Regions from separate parts of the Capsicum annuum genome. Here region 1 is linked to region 2. Evidence: chromatin contacts called from public Hi-C data. All regions are on one chromosome and are shown on one strand. The core of a region is the stretch at or near the end of the contact, and the rest is flanking DNA. Distances in the headings are between cores, read along the strand shown. Region 1 overlaps LOC107870711 (CCR4-NOT transcription complex subunit 11). Region 2 holds the start of LOC107870821 (F-box/FBD/LRR-repeat protein At1g13570).

Region 1 (5,248 bases), core at 1,443-3,942, 430 kb before region 2:
TTAGACTAATAAAAATATTTAAAAAATAATAAATAAAATACAACAATAAATACTTAAGAAAATAAGTGTCTTATTAAAGGACTTGGACAATCCTTTGATACCATCATATTATATTCATATGTTGTAATAGTATCATTAAGAAGTGAAGCAGACATTCATGACAATGTGGGATGAGCTTGTGTTGAGCCCATAGAGTGCTTTCTTCAACTTGTATATTTTGTTCTCCTTTCCTTTCTCTGCATAACCATATATAGATATGATGTGATGATATCGTTACGGACTAAAGCAAACTCCAATGATACCATGTTACTATTACATACTAAATGTATCATGGAGGTCTAACTGAAGAATTGAAGAATACATCAATGATACTTTTACGGTATATAGATATATTCTGATGGTATCATGGAGGTTACAATTGAAGCAGACATCAATAATAACATATAGTATATAGATATATTGTAATGGTATCATTATAGACTAAAACAAATGAAAAGAATGGATATAAAAAGAAAATCAAATTAAATAAAAATAAACAAATAAATAAATGAGAAAAGGCAGAAATAAAAATAGGATCGAAAAATGTGCAATTAGATCGTGGTGAAGAATAAAGAGTATTGTGATTTGAGGAAAAAAATGAATGAAAAAGGAGATAAAATTAAAAAAATGAAAAATAAAGAGAAAACAAAACATAACAAAGCGCAAAAATAAAAAGAACCAATAATGAAGAAAGAAAAGATAAAAATAAAATACCCAATAAAATCTCATAAAGAGAAATTAGAGCAGAGAAAAAGTAGTGAAATAAATTTTAAAAAAAATAAATGAGAAAATAAAAGTAAATACAATAACAATATAAATTAGGTTATGGTGTAAAATGAAAATAAACAATAAGATAATGTGAGAAAAAATTAAATGACAAAATGAGGAAAAAGAAGTTGAGAAATGAAAAGAAAAAGAATTGAAAAAAAAGATAAATAATTAAAGCTACAAGGAAATGAGGCATTTTTTGAAATTAGTTAGAAAATAGTTTGTGCAGGAGGACATTTAGTTGTAAATAATTTGCTCCTATGAGTATGATTTACTTTCCCTAAATATTTTAGATCTATTATTTGATATTAAAGGCTGGCCTTTGAGGCCATTTTAAATTTTTATAAAAAAAAAAAGGGAAAAGGGTTAAAAATACCCCTCAACTTTAAAACAATTGGTCAACTTTATCCTCCGTCATACTATCAGGCCAAATATGCCCTCACCGTTAACAAAGTTATTATTTATACCCCCTAAAATGGATGGAAAAACCCAAATCAACTAAAACTATTCAATTTTGAAAAGAAAAACTACCCATCCCAATTTAACCCGCTCCGACCCAACCCATCTAACTTACAAGTCTCATTGTAGCTCTTTAACTCATTTCTCAAGTCCCCTTAGCATCTCTAATATTTTTGTTCTAATTTCCTCTATATACAAAGTTTCAAACTTTTGGAAAAACTAATCAATGCAAAAGCGTGATAGTTGATATTAGTCCATTTGATTTTGTCATTGTTGCAATTAGGAGAAATACAAATAAATCAGCAAAAAAAAAAAAGACGAGTCCATGTCGTATTGTTGAAAACATGTTTTCCACTTCATAAGTAGGCCATCATAGATCTATAAGGGATTATTGATCATTCTAGTGATGGTATTCTTAACTAATAAAGATGAAGGATATGTATCACTTCTTGGTGTTAGTATGCCCATGAGAATTGTCAGATGGGATTTTAGCTTCACTATAATCTATTTGGAACCCATGCATTTTTGTTTCGCCTGTAATATCTTTCTATTGTCTAGATTGGACATTGTTTTGGTCTACAGCTGATGAAATTTCAGCAGTGGACTATGCTTACAATTTAAAAATTATCCATAATGCTGATTTTTAGTAGGCACAGTGCTATTCAATATCATAACTAATTGTATCGCAATGAAAACTCAATACGTTCTTAAGCTGTAGGTTGCTTTCTAATCAGCAAACAAGTTTGGTGAACACGTTCGATGCCACCACTGATGCAATTGCCGCATTCAACTTTAAAGAAATGTAAAGGGTAGAAAGTGGAGAGGAAGAAAAGGTTGAAGGACCGGAGATGGGAGGAAGCGGGAGAGGAACAGCAAGAGCACAGTTTCATTGGGAGGTTGTTTGGGTTATAAGTTAGATAGGTTGGGTCGGAGCAGGTCAAATTTGGGTGGATGTTTTTTTTTTTTTCAAAATTGAATAATTTTAGTTGATGTGGGTTTTTTCATCCATTTTAGGGGTATAGATGACAACTTTGTTAACAGCGAGGGTATATTTGACCCAATAGTATGACGGAGGGTTAAGTTAGCCAATTTTTTAAAATTAAGGGGTATTTTTGACCCTTTTTCCTAAAAAAAAAAATATATATATAGGACAAGATTGAACTTCGAGCATACGCATCATGAAAAAGGATAGTTAATAGTGAAAAGGATTGTTAATATACATGCAACTGTTGCGACAGAACCTTTCATCATACGAGGACAATTATTTGGATATGCCCAAAATTTCTAGCTCCACAAGTTCTGGCTATTAGGATAGTACAAAAGTTGATTTCCAGCAACTCAACCAGTAAAATACTGGTAAATCTTTAGCAACTCGACCAGTAAAATACTGGTAAATCTTTAGAATCTTCGGCATAAGCGAGCTGTCTTTCGTTTTTGGAACATCTTCCATCATAATTTTATTTTTTTTTACTTATATTTTCCTTTAGCTTATTGAATTGAAATTAGGTGCACGACGAGTATATCCTGACCTCCACCAACTTTCATGCATTTCTAATGCAAAGCTTGTATTACAAGAATGACCATAAAAGCATGGTCCATGATTGACAAGAATAAAACCATTCTTCTATTGTTCCATTTTTAGGATTTGGGAAAATGAATGTACTAACTGTGAAATAAACTTTATAATTATAACTTTGCTGATCCAAGGATACAATGACCCCGAATTGGGTGCTAACTACTTGGAAGAACGGAATCAGAACAAAAGATAAATAAAAACACATGTACACATGCTACATCAAAGAAAACTTTCATCGGAGGAATGGGGTGAACGAGGCAGCATCTACTCCAATGTCTTCAGAAGCCTAAACAGCCCCGCTGCCTCTCTAATCCTTGAGAACTCGATACAAAATGCTTGTACTTCAATGAAGAGATCATGGACTGCAATGAACAAGAGGCAGTTTAGTGCTTGGCCAACAAGTATATTATTTCAGCTTACCTGGTATCTCAGATTTATGTTGTCCTTTAAAAAGCCAAACAAAGAACTAGGAACCAGCTATTTCACCAAATAAAATGCAAATATACACTAGTGAATAACACTAAAATAGATTGAAAGAACAGATTTGAAGCAGGGTGCACTACGAAATGGATAAAAGCTTGGTCAAACCATACAGTCCACACATTTTGCACTTAACAGCAGTTTACCAAGACTAGGCTCAGAAAGTTGCTGCAAGCTGATGTACCAGATTTCGGTGAGAACAGCAAATTAACCCAGGCATTAAAGGTTGTTGCTTTGATGCAACTAGCCTCTCGTAATTACTATCCCAGTCATCCTCCGTTGCAACCCCACAGATAGACTGGCACTCACGCCCCAGTTGGTTGTTCATTTATTGTTGGGTTCTCAAACTACTCATTATAAACGGTATGCAATATATGTAGCTTTTCTATCTATTTATCAAGTCCTGTAACACTGAAGTGATGATAATAGACACTTACCATTAATGATCTTATTCCGGATCAAGCTCTGAAGGAAAACACAGACAAGTCTTACAAGTCGGTTTTGCATATATCTATCCTGAAATTTTGGAAAAGTGGAGTATGTAATAACGCAACCAATGATCATAACATCATAGATTCTAATTATGCTAGTAGAAGGAAATCAATGTGTGTTGTTAACACTCAATTCATATGTCGCAGATCCTCTCCTTCCTAATTTAGAAGAACTATTTTGTAGGTCTTCTGAAATCTTCAGAGGCAATGAGAGTCTGTCTCTTCGTCTCTTCCACCATTACATCTCCCATGTATGCATTAGAGTCATTGCCACCAACTAATATGACAGAAGAATACAGTATAACAGATTCACATCCAATGATATTAAACATCAGTTCACTGACATCTGCTCTATACCAGCTATAACAAAAAGAACTACATGATTGAAACAAAATGAGACACAAAGGCCATTACAATCTTCAGAAACAGGATAGTTGCAGGCAACGATTACACTGTTTACCCACATTAGCAGTATTTCACCCCTTAGAACATGTTTTATGATAGAAAGTCATCAAAGAACCTACAGAAATGTGTCTACCAAAACACTAACCTGAAATTGAGGTGCAAAATATGGGTGAGAAACTAACTCAAGAATAGCATGGTGACCCAAGCAACTCATGATCAGAAAAGAGTTTGATTAAGTCACACTCTAAAGGACATAATAATTGCCAGCCAAATAGATTGAGTGAAAGTTTCAATTAATAAGAAAGAAGTTACGCAGATAGAGGACCTTAATATTCTCACAGGAAGATATACAATTGGTGATGTACATATGTATAAATTCAGTTGGCAATTCAACTGCTTGAGTGAGCCTGTTAACAACTTCCATAGAATGAAGACTCATCTCCATATTAACAAGAACTGTAAAATATCTGCAACCACAAATAAAGTGCAGAATATCAGAATGTGTGGAATTCGGTGCAAAAATCCAAACAAAACACAGAATGCTAGTTCTGCAACTTCCAACAAAGATGGTTTGAATAAACTACCCGACACTTGGTGTGCATACATCACAAGGGTATCAGGTATGCTAATCAATGAACAAGGGAACAAGAAACAGAGACATACTCTGCAATCTCCGGCGAATTGACCAGCTTAACCAGAACTTCAACTGCAATAACAGGATTGTTCTCCACAAGTTCCTGAAAATAAACATAATTCTTCAGAATCAAGCAAAGCCACTAGCTATTAGGCACTCACAAATCAAAATACATTTAAGGTTGCAGAAATCATACTGGCAGCTTCCTTGGTGTCAACCCACAATGGTAGACAAGCTTTGGATCATTTGCCAACTCCAATAGTACTTGCTGCTTGAGAGTACAAGAAACACTTTTCAAAAATGACTAATGTATGCAACAAAAGTCTCAACAAATGTGCGTGAAAAAGAATTATGAGCCTAATGAGCTTTCTCGATAAAGATTATTTTGAAGGAATG
Region 2 (5,309 bases), core at 1,221-3,720:
TTGCACACTGTCAATTCCGCCCATTTGCAAGGTATCTTCACTGCCTTTCCACATAAAGTCCTTCTTATAGCATCCAATCTTTTAATTACACCTTGAAAAAGAAATATATGCTTCCCAGAGATGAACATCTTTACTCATCAGGAACTCCCTTGTCACCAAATCATATAACTTGTATCCCTTTTGAGTTTTAGAATATCCAATAGAGATAGTTTTCTTTTCCCTTAGTGAACTTATCTCCTTCAGAAAAGTTGTTGGCAAAGCACAAGCATCCAAACACCCTTAAATGTCTCAATTGTGGTATCTTCCAAAACATTAATTTATACGGTCTACCCTATAGGACTATTGTTACCGACCTATTTATCAGAAACAGAGTCTCCCTGAAATCTATTTCACAAAACCTAGAAATTAAATTCTCTAGCTACTTCACGTATATTTGTCTCCTCTCAACTGCTCCTTTTAGTTGAGGGGTATAAGGTCAACTACTTTGATGTATAATTCCACATGACATCAATGATTCAGAACATTTTAAGTTGAAAAACTCCTCATTATTTGATCTTAAGACCTTATATGTGACTTATATCATAGTTAAATTAAATCTAAATGACTATATATCTAGTTCATCCCAAGGATCTTTCATCTTTGCATAATAAGTAGCTATAGAACTTGTACCCTGTATCAGAAATCCAATTTCAGTCCACAAATGATAAATCCTAGTTAGAATTGATATGTCGAACCTCTCTTTGAATTCATCCCAAACCTTCTTCACATTTGAAGAATAAACTATGCTTGACACAAACACTGGATAGACTGTACTGTTGATCCACAATAACACTACAGCATAGCATTGCCTTCACTGCATGCCAAATCTCCCTTATATGAACTTCCAAGGCAGGATCCATCCATGAAACCTAACTTGTTATTCACCAAAAGAGTTATTTGCATCGATCTGCTCCATAGCACATATTTTTTCTAGCCCAGTTAGCTGTTAGCTTTATCGATATCAGCACGACTCCAGGGGTGTCTAAAGGTTGTAGACACATCAGATGATTGTGATCAACTACAACGGTTGCAGCATCGCCCATAGTTGGATGAGCTTCGAGCATCAATTACAACTTCTCAGATCTAAAAGTTGAGCTTACTCCCATTACCATTACTCTGAAACCATAATGACTTTCAATCTAAATGACCAGAACGCATTCAAATCCTCAGACATTCAAAGTGATGAAGCTGGTTAGAGAGAAGCCAATAGAGAGAAGAAGGAATAAATGATTGCTCCATAAATATGAAACAAATAAACTAATTCTGTTACAAGGAGAGGAGATACGTATCGCCCACATGAGCTATGTCAGCTACTAACAGAAAAGAAAAAAAATAGGAAGATACACAAATAATCTTCCTTTTAATGCATAAATACTCCTAATATTTCCACAACCTCTCCCACATCAAAAGAGCTTTCCCATGCACCAAGTGCTAATCTGACCAGAGCAGGGTGAGGAGAGGGGTGGAAACAGGCGCGGATCTAGGAGGGGGCAAGGGTGTTCACCCGAACTCCCTCGCTAGCCAAAAAATTATAGGGTATATGTATCGTATTTTTTTTCTTTTTGGTGTACATACATAGACCTCGAACCCCCTAAACTCAAAACTAGAGATTATCTCAGTAATTTAGGGGGTTCAAAAATCACCTTGAACTTCCAAGTTCAAACCGCAAGCACTACATTTTTTTCAGAACCTCCTTAGTGAAAATATTAAATCCGCCACTGGGAGGGAACATGGATTTAAGCAAAGAGACTGTTACCACGCCTCAAACCAATTACCTATAGGTAATCAATAAAGCAACTCTACCCATTTCATCTCTGTCCTCAATAAAATAAAAAATTTAATTGGGTTTCCAAGAAATAAATAGAACTTGTAACCATCAAAATCAATAGAAAAATATTCTCAAAATCATGTTGATTCAACCACATAGGGGATACAGTGTTTGCAAAACCCAGACTCCCTAATTCAAGAATTTTCCAATTAACAAAACAAAACAAAGACACACACACTTTAACTTCTACACCATATATATGGCCTATATACACATAAAAATTGAACTTTTTGGACAAGATCCAATTAGAATTTAGTTGATTTAATGATCCCCAGATGATAAAAATGTAATAATAGTTGTGTTTTGAATTAAGGTAAAACCTGAGATTGAATTTGAAGGGGTTCTTGAATTATTGGCCAGCTAATTCTGTTAACTTGTCATCGAGGACCGGAAAAAGATACATGCGGGGGTCTCTGAGGGGATAACTTATTAAATCTGGCTTTCTCTTCCCCCAAATATATGACGTCAAAGTTATGAAATGAACATATTGCCCTACCAAAACAATAAAATTATATTCCAATTTAGCTTATGAAACTATAAGGACCTGCCAAATAATTTTCAAAATTATACCTTCACCTTTTTCTTTCTTTTGTTTCCCTCGTTAGCTGAATTATACGTTTTACTTTGTTTTTCTGTATATTAGAAGTGAAGGTTTCAATATGTCACCTTTTTGTCTTTAAATTTAATATTGAGGATATTAAGGTCTAAATATATATAATTTATCATAGTTAATGTATGGATTTGACATGTAAGTATTTATAAGAGGGACAAGAGATTTTTTGCTTCAATGTATGAAGGTTTAAAGCATAAATTAATAATTTTTTGTTCTTTATTTTTTGAACCTCATAAATTTTTTTAATAAAAGTCCATTCTTTTCTCTTTAATTACCAATAATGTGTAGGAAAGAATTTATAATAATGCCATCATATGTTGTCTTGCATATATTTCCACACACATGGGACCTCTATCTTCCATTTATTTTTTATTTTTATTTATCTTCTTATTGTATAAAATTGTTTTAAATATATTATATTTAAGTAAATTGATTAGTAAGATGATAATTTATCATAAAGGTTTTTAAAATAAGTTCTAAGCTCAAATTGATAATTTTTTGTTCTTTATTTTTTTTAACCTAATCAAAAGTTTTAATAAAAACTCATTTTTTTCTTTAATTACCAACAATGTCAAGTAATGAATTTACAGTAATGCCATCATATATGGCCTTGCACATATTTCCACACACGTGGCCCTCCATCTTCCATTTATTTTTTATTTTTATTTATCTTTTTATTGTATAAAATTATTTCAAATATATTATATTTAAGTAAATTGATTAGTAAGATGATAATTTATTGTAAAAATTAATTATTGATACAATTAAATAAATTTTATTCTTTATTTAATTTCATATCAAACATATAATTTACTTTCGTTCTTATTTGTTACTATAATTTCACCTAATTTAATTTTTTTCAATATGCCTGCTTATGTTGTCTGCTTCAATTTCTTCAATCGTGATTTTATTATATTGCCCCAAATTAATTATTATAAGTCATTTATATATTAAAAATAACAATATTTAATTTTTAAAAAAATAGACATTTATGACATGTCTATTTCAGTTGCTTCAATCATAATTTTACTTTCTATATCATTTTTATTAATTATTATAAATTATTTATATATTAAAAATTAACAATATTTAATAAAAAATAAAATAGACATTTATGACATGTCTGCTTCAGCTGCTTTAATCATAATTTTACTAAATATCTTCCCTAATTAATTATTATAAGTCATCTAAGTATTTAAAGTAGCTCTTCGTCGACCTGTCAGTTTTAGCTGTTTGCTTCGTAATTTTATTATATCATTTCTAAGTAATTATTATAAATTATTTATATATTAAAAAAATTAATAATATCTAATAAAAAAAATTTAGAAGTGAAGGTTTCAACATGTCACCTTTTTGTCTTTAAATTCAATAGTAAGCGTATTAAGGTGTTTAAAATAAGTTCTAAGCTCAAATTGATAATTTTTTGTTCTTTATTTTTTGAAACCTCATCAAAAGTTTTAATAAAAGCCTATTTTTTTCTCTTTAATTACCAACAATGCTAAGTAAAGAATTTACAATAATACCATCATAAGTGGCCTTGCATATATTTACACACATGTGGGCCCTCCATTTTTCATTTATTTTTTATTTTTATTTATCTTTTTATTGTATAAAATTGTTTAAAATATATTATATTTAAGTAAATTGATTAGTAAGATGATAATTTATTATAAAAAATAATTATTGATAGAATTAAATAAATTTTATTCTTTATTTAATTTCATATCAAACATATAATTTACTTTCTTTCTTATTTGTTACTACAATTTCACCTAATTTAATTTTTTCCCCTAATATATAGAAGAGAAAATTTTGATATGCCTGCTTATGTTGTCTGCTTCAATTTCTTCAATCGTAATTTTATTATATTGCCCCTAATTAATTATATAAGTCATTTATATATTAAAAATAATAATATATAATTTTAAAAAAATAGACATTTATGACATGTCTATTTCAGTTGCTTCAATCGTAATTTTACTTTCTATTATATCATTTTTTATTAATTATTATAAATAATTTATATATTAAAAAATTAATAATATTTAATAAAAAGGTAAAATAGACATTTATGACATGTCTGGTTCAACTGCTTTAACTGTAATTTTACTAAATATCTTCCCTAATTAATTATTATAAGTATCTAAGTATTTAAAGTAGCTCTCCGTCGACCTGTCAACTTCAGCTGTTTGCTCCGTGATTTTACTATATCATTCCTAAGTAATTATTATAAATTATTTATATATCAAAAAATTAATAATATCTAATAAAACAATAGAATAGACATTTATGACATGTTTTTTTCAGCTGCTTTAATCATAATTTACTAAATATCACCTCTAATTAATTATTATAAGTCATCTAAGTATTAAATAAATAAATAATATTTAATTAAAAAGATAAAATAGATATAAAATGATAAGTTAACTCTTGATGTTTTGAATAACTTGATGTCTTACATGAGATTTCACTTATTTTTTTCACAAGTATCTTTTATAGTAATTTTATTATGTCACTTCTAATTAGTTGTTGTGAGTTATTTAAAACATGTCTATTTTGTTGTTTCAATCGTGATTACTATATCACCTCTAATTAATTATTATGGTCATCTATGCATCATGTCACTTAAATTATAGTAGAAAAAGTTTTACACAATAATTAAAAATTTAAATTATTTAAAAACTGTAATTGACTATTAGGGACACAAAACTCTGGACAAGGAGTGTAACATATGTTTTTTAAAAATTACATAAAAATATTATACAACAACAACATACCCAATAACTAAAAACTTGAAATATCTAAAAATAATTTAATCTATTATATATT

Evidence for each region. Hi-C and Micro-C count contacts between places; a contact is called where the count stands out from the background.
Region 1: a Hi-C map of bud shows a contact between it and region 2, with 3 times the contacts expected there. The contact joins the enhancer-like site here to the promoter of LOC107870821 in region 2. A contact is called at or near these places in 3 of 5 Hi-C or Micro-C datasets (bud, pericarp and placenta).

What each region holds. Positions count from the first base shown.
Region 1 is chr5:58,973,460-58,978,707 of UCD10Xv1.1, reverse strand. It overlaps LOC107870711 (CCR4-NOT transcription complex subunit 11), which reads right to left. Exons shown (of 12, transcript XM_016717321.2): 8 at 5,049-5,120; 9 at 4,882-4,955; 10 at 4,544-4,685; 11 at 3,760-3,838; 12 at 2,868-3,204. The coding sequence ends at 3,107. Among protein-coding and RNA genes, the nearest start is that of LOC107870711, 28 kb to the right of the region's middle. Within about 2 kb of position 2,692, at least 2 of the 5 cell types and tissues checked have an H3K27ac peak or open chromatin away from gene starts, as enhancers often do. A contact at or near this core is called in bud, where this site is marked.
Region 2 is chr5:58,546,447-58,551,755 of UCD10Xv1.1, reverse strand. LOC107870821 (F-box/FBD/LRR-repeat protein At1g13570) reads right to left here and starts at 2,470. Exons shown (of 4, transcript XM_016717485.2): 1 at 2,188-2,470.